Regions from separate parts of the Sus scrofa genome. Here region 2 is linked to region 1. A link is a contact called in public HiChIP or PLAC-seq data. All regions are on one chromosome and are shown on one strand. Each heading gives the region's core, a stretch centred on a gene start, on an enhancer-like site or on the middle of the called end of the contact. The rest is flanking DNA. Distances are from core to core; before and after follow the strand shown.

What was found. HiChIP or PLAC-seq counts read pairs in DNA pulled down with a chosen protein or histone mark.
Region 2: a contact with region 1 is called in an H3K27ac HiChIP or PLAC-seq map of alveolar macrophages. The contact joins two enhancer-like sites. A contact is called at or near these places in 1 of 47 Hi-C or Micro-C datasets (heart right ventricle) and 1 of 2 datasets of contacts at active chromatin or transcription factors (alveolar macrophages).

The regions. Positions count from the first base shown.
Region 1 is chr16:39,762,892-39,766,131 of Sscrofa11.1, forward strand. All of the region lies in intron 1 of ERCC8 (DNA excision repair protein ERCC-8), which reads right to left. Among named protein-coding and RNA genes, the nearest start is that of ERCC8, 5.8 kb to the right of the region's middle. Within about 2 kb of position 1,555, at least 5 of the 83 cell types and tissues checked have an H3K27ac peak or open chromatin away from gene starts, as enhancers often do. A contact at or near this core is called in alveolar macrophages, where this site is marked.
Region 2 is chr16:40,187,688-40,190,927 of Sscrofa11.1, forward strand. The region is part of intron 1 of ZSWIM6 (zinc finger SWIM domain-containing protein 6); the gene reads left to right. Among named protein-coding and RNA genes, the nearest start is that of ZSWIM6, 84 kb to the left of the region's middle. Within about 2 kb of position 1,609, at least 2 of the 83 cell types and tissues checked have an H3K27ac peak or open chromatin away from gene starts, as enhancers often do. A contact at or near this core is called in alveolar macrophages, where this site is marked.

The DNA.
Region 1 (3,240 bases), core at 305-2,804:
ATCCTACTCCTGGGCATATAGCTGGAGAAAACCATAATTCAAAAAGATAGATGAGCCTCTACGTTCACTGCAGCACTATTTTCAATAGCCAAGACATGCAAGCAACCTAAATGTCCGTCAACAGATGAATGAATAAAAAACACATGGTATGTATATACAATGGAATATTATCCAGCCATTAAAAAGAATTAAATAATGCCATCTGCAGCAAAATGGATAGACCTAGAGATTATCATACTAAGTGAAGTAAGTCTGATAAAGACAAAATAACATATGACATCAATTACAGGTGGAATCTAATAAAAATGATACAAAAGAACTTATTTACAAAACAGAAATAGCCTCAAAGACTTTGAAATCAAACTTATGTTACCAAAAGGGAAATGTGGGGCGGGGGGTAAATTAGCAGGTTGGGATTAATATATACACACTATCGTATATAGAATAGACAATTAACAAGGGTCTACTGTGTAGTACAGCAAAATCTACTCAATACTCTGTAATAACCTATATGGGAAAAGAATCTGAGAAAGAATGGATATATGTACATGTACAACTGATTCACTTTGCTGTACAGTGGAAACTAATATAACATTGTAAATCAACTATACTCCAAAAAAATTTAAAAAACAAACAAAATGTTTGGTGTTTTTAACCAAAAAAATCTCACCCTAACTTAATATAACAGTGACTTCTGCATTTTGCTTACAACTGTCTAATTTTTTATCTCTACATTAATTTATAATATTTAAGAATTTATAAATTATTTTAAACATATTTGGAGGTATTATTATCTTTTACAGCTGCACCTGTGGCATATGGAAGTTCCTGGGTCAGCCATCAAATTGGAGCTGCAGCTGAGGCCTATGCCACAGCCACAACAACACCTGATTCAAACTGCATCTGTGAGCTATGCTGCAGCTTGCAGCAATTTTGGATCCTTAATCCACTGAGCGAGGACAGGGATATAACCAGCATCCTCACAGAGACAACAATGGATCCTTAACCCGCTGAGCCACAACGGGAACTCTGTGTTTAGCTTTATTTTATTTAAAAAATTAATCTGGGAGTTCTCATTGTGGCTCAATAGGTTAAGAACCCAATTAGTATCCATGAGGATGCTGGTTTGATCCCTGGCCTTGTTCAGTGGGTTAAGGATCTGCAATTGCCGCAAGCATGGTGCAGGTCACAGACACACCTCAGATCTGGTGTTGCTGTGGCTGTGGTGTAGGCTGACAGCTGTAGCTCCTATTTGACCCCTAGCTGGGAACCTCCATAAGCCACAGGAGCAGCCCTAAAAAGATGAAAAAAAAAGGAGCCACTCCAGTTCTGGGTAAGATTAATAAGCAAATGCCAACCATTTCTCTAGAAATTCAACTACAAAAATCAAACAAAATGCATGGAATACCTATTTGAGGACTCTGATAAGTAAACAGCAGCAGGCGGATTGGGGGAAAACACCAAAATTCAACATACCACCAAACCAACTGCTAGTTTATTATTATTTTTTCTCCTCTGCTACTTCCTGGCCCCAGTTTAATATAGTTAGAAACCAGGAAGTGAGCACTGTGACACAAAGTTTTACAAGCAAAAGAGGGAACTGCAGTAATCAAGGTCATACAGAAATCACTCATATATATTTTCTCTTCTCTCCATTCTCTTGTGGCCCAGCACCTGGCAATCTGACAGCAGTAATGGCAATGGCTGGAAATGATGGCCTAAGGGTTGCCAGAACTTTAGGGGAGGGAATCTGTTTTCTCTGTTCATCAAAGCTCTGATTCCACCAGATTGGGTCCAACTCCCATTGCTTTCTTCCTCAGTCTTCTCACTGACAGGCCCAGATCTGGGCCCAGATGCATATGGCAGAACTGGGTCACTAGGGCCAGGGTTTCTGGCAGGAGGACCAAAAGAAGTCCTTGTGAAGAGAGGTAACAGAAAGATCACAGAGACAGAGAAGCTCAGGAAGGCAACCTCACAATGAAGTTTTTTATGAACTCCAGGACTCATCATTGAGTGGAGCATGCATTAGCTAACTTCAAGTAGCTTACAAAAGATTTTGAAAACTAAACTAACAGAGCACCACTCAGTTCACAGACTACAAAGTGGCATACTGGGGGCAGATGTGAAACAGCTTTGAAAACTGAACTGACATTGGGACAACACACATAAGAAGGTAAGAACTTTCAGCTTGAACCTAACCTTGCCAATTGCCTCTTTGAAAAAAAAAAAAAAAATTGTTCTTCACAGGACTGAAGCAAGACCCAGAGTCTCAGAACATTTCAAAATATCCAGGGTACAATCCAAAATTACTCTGCATACGGAGAATCATGGACATTTCAACTGCTATGGGAAAAGACAATCAACAGACACCAAAGCTGAAATGAAACAAATGTTGAAATTATCTGACAAAGAGATTAAGGTAGCCATTAAAATATGCTTAAACAAGCAATTGTGAACATAATTGAAACAAATGTGAAAAAAGTAATAAAAAGAAGCAAATAAATAGAAGATGTAATTAAGGTATAACAGAAGATATAATCAAGAACTAAATGAAATCTTAGAACTGAAAAATATAAAATTATTCTTCATCAAAAAATTTAATTTTCATAAAAAACAATTTTTCTTATGGACTAAATAGCAGATTAGAGATGACAGAGGAAAAGTCAGTGACAATACTGGACAGAAATAAAGGCTGAAAACATCCCAAGTTGTAGAAGAATATAAACTATAAGAAGCAGAATAGGAGTTCCCCTTGTGGCTCAGCAGAAACGAATCCAACTGGTATACATGAGGACATAGGTTTGATCCCTGGCCTCATTCAGTGGGTTAAGGATCCGAAGTTGCTGTGAGCTGTGGTGTAGGTTGCAGACATGGCTTGGATCTGGTGTTGCAGTGGCTGTGGTATAGACCAGCAACTGTAGCTCCGATTTGACCCCTAGCCTGGGAACTTCCACATGCCAGGGTGCGGCCCTAAAAAGCAAAAAAAAAAAAAAAAAAAAGGGCAGAAGATTCTATGATAAATTCTAAGAAATCTATATGTAAATATATATTATATATATATTTTGCAAATACATATTATAATCAAACTGCTGAAAACTGAAAAAACCAAGAAAAATTCAAAGCAACTAGTGAAAACGGCAAATTACTTATAGAGAAACAACGATTCAAATGACTGAAGATTCCTTTTCAGAAACCAGAGATCCATGACACTTGCTCTAAAAGAATTGCTAAATAAAGTTC
Region 2 (3,240 bases), core at 359-2,858, 420 kb after region 1:
GGGGTTGTCGTGAAGAAGAAGAGTTAAAAACTTGCTATGCAGATTCTGAGGGCAGATGTAGGACTAGGGCTTGAAGTTAGAAGGAGGTGAACTTTATTATAAGGAGTATCTTTTTCCATCTTTCTAAAAATAAAAGGAACTGCTTAAGTGTTTGAGCTGAGGCTAGATAACTACTTACCAGAGATGATATTACAGGGATTAAGATATAAGGCAGAGGGCTTAATTAGGTCATCTTTTGGTAATTACTAGCTCTGAGAGAATTATGATTATAGTCATTGGGAACTTCAGGACAAAGCTAAGGTAGAAAATAAAGATGAGGAGAATATCTCCTAAGGTTGCAATAGAGGAGGAACCAGGACTCAGACCCAGACCTTCCCCAGAGAGAATAGATGCTGACAAGAACTCAAATGCCTCTCTCAGGCATTTCAAGATCCATTTTAATTCACTGCCTCTAATCTTGAGCTTCCTCCTGGCCATTTCCCAGGATCCTGGTAACTTCAAATATCAAGCCTTACTTTTGGATTTGTCCCAGCTCTGGTGCCAGTAGTCCATTCATGCTATGGGATCACTCTTATTAGGGAGAAGTGGAGTCAAGAGTGGATTCTAGAGTCATTTTGTTTCAGATTGAATCTTGACTGCTCTCTGCAACTTTCAGCAAGTTAATTAATTTTTCGTTGGTGCCTCATTCTCTTCATCTATAAATATGACGGAATATCTAGGAATAATACCATATTTTATCAAAATTAAGACCATTGATTATAAAATGCATCTTTTTTTTCTTAATGTGAAAGAAAGAAAAAATGCTGTAATACATTATATCATTGATATATCCCAATTTCAGGGAGGTTAAAACAAATGAAAGCCGTCCTCTTAGAATTGTTGTGATGAGTAAGTTGATATTTGCAGAGTACTTTTTCTTGTAGTATCTGATATAAAATAAGCATTCCAAGTGTTAGCTCTTGTTTAATGTTGAACCTGTCCTAGTCAGAGAGGTTAATTTAGTCATCTAGTCTGCATTTATGGAGCACTGTGCTTGGAAGACACTGCATTTCTAGACCAAGGTTCCTGCTCTGAGAGACCTGATGTTCTAGTTATGGGGAAATTCAGGGAAAGAGAAATCCTCATACACCCAGGAATGGGGACACAATTTTGAGGGAGCAGAGTAAGACTTACTCTTGTTGGGAAAGTCAGGAAAAGGTTGATAGAGGCAGTGGCATTTAAGCTTTAATCAGAAAGCATGAGGAAGAGTACATCAAAAAGAGGTCATCAGAGAAGATCATTCTAGGCAGAGGAAACAGCATGTGCAAAGGCACAGGGCTTATAATAAGCATGGCTAGAATGTTGAAGATGTGTGTATTGGGGGCTTGTGGTAGCAGATGGTAAATCTGAAGAGATAAAGCTTCCCCAGATTTTAAGGGGCTTTGTATGCTGAGCTAGGGCCTTCTGCCTAGTAAGAAATAGGCAGATACTTGGAGGTTTTAAACAGTGGGGTGATGTGAACACAATAGCTCTTTCTTTTTATTTTGTTACTATATATTTATGACTCATAGATCTGCTCTTTTACTTTTAGCTGTAGAAATGTGGAGGCTGGGAGTTTCCACTGTGGTGCAATGGGTTAAGGATCCAGCTGGAATTGCCACAGCTGTGGGCTGGATTTGATCCTTGGCCGGGGAACTTCCATATATTGTAGGTGTGGCTGAGAAAGAAAAAAATAATAATAAAGAAGGAAATGTGGAGGCTGCTTTTAAAACCTTTGACACAGGTACCCCTTCTCTGACATAGTAAGGCTATTCAGGTCATTATGTAATATGTAAGGCTATTAAGATTATGATATGATAAAGTCTTGTTTTCACGATGCTTTTTAAATTCAAACACTATATTTACCAGATTAAGTGGCAGAATACTGGAGTGATGAATGTAAACTTTCTACTATTAATTTTTAAAAATGTGATAATTTCAAACTTATGGAAAAATTGTGCATTAATAATAATACCTGTAATTTTTTTGCCTGTATTCACTTAACATTTTAGTCAGTTTGCTTTATCTCTATCTCTGTCTCCCCCTCACCCCCAGTGTTTTTTACGAACCACATGAGAGTTTCATGAGGATAGTCTCTTAAAAAACCTCAGTAGAGACAGTACAGATGTCATCTTATGTAAATTTAATTTTGATGAGAACTTTTAACTAATTTTCTGTCTATATTCCAATTTTATCACTTGATTCAGTAATATTCTTTATATTATTATTTTTTTTTACCTCCTTCAGTAATGGGATTCAGTCTAGATCAGGTATTACAATTGTTTCTAACCTTCTTTAAACTGGAATATTTTCAAAGACTTTATCTTTTATGATAATTGGCATTTTTAAAGAGTTAGAGTCTTCTCCTTTTTCTAATGGAACATTTCTTATTTTAGTATTTTTCTGATATTCTCTTATGATAAGATTCAGGTTATGTATTCCCTACCAGAATGCTGCATAAGTAATGTGTCCTTCTCAGGGTACATTTGGAGGCATATGAAACCCATCTGCCCCTCATTGGTAATATTAATTGTGATCATCCCTTGGTCAAAGTGTTTTCTAATTTCTTCTATATTTATTACTATTTTTTTTCCCTTGGAACTAGTAAGTGATCTCTGGGGAGATGCTTCAAGACCATGAAAATACCCTGCTCTTCATCAAAACCTCTCCCTAGACCTAATATCTGTTGATGATTCATAATGGAGCTAATCTTTCTGCAGTGATTACAAAAATGTTTATACGATTGTTTATATTTTTTTAAGTTTGGTGTTTGTATGCATTCTGGTGTATATGTTTCTTTTCTAATAGTAATCAATTTTATTTTAATAAAATTCTTAAATCGTTAAACTTCTTGTATTTGCAATGATTCTTTCTGACTCTTTTCATAAAAATGGAATGTTATTGTCCATACCACCTTGCCATATTGAGAGTTCCTTTTCTAGCTACTGAAGATGGTTTCCGTAGTTTCTCTGCACGTTGACGATGGCTCTTGGATGGCTGAGGTATGATCCCGTTAGATTTTAACATTATCAGTGGAAGGGGCACCGCAGAAGACTTTACATCTGCAATGGGCAGTGTATAAGAGAGCTCTAATTTACATAGAACTTTCTTAATCTCTAAGTTTCTGGCAAGGAACTTATAAGACATTTGTTAGGAGTAAGACACAGGCATGGTTAAGACTAAGCATTTGGCCTGGTTTGAATCTTATAACTGAAATTAGTT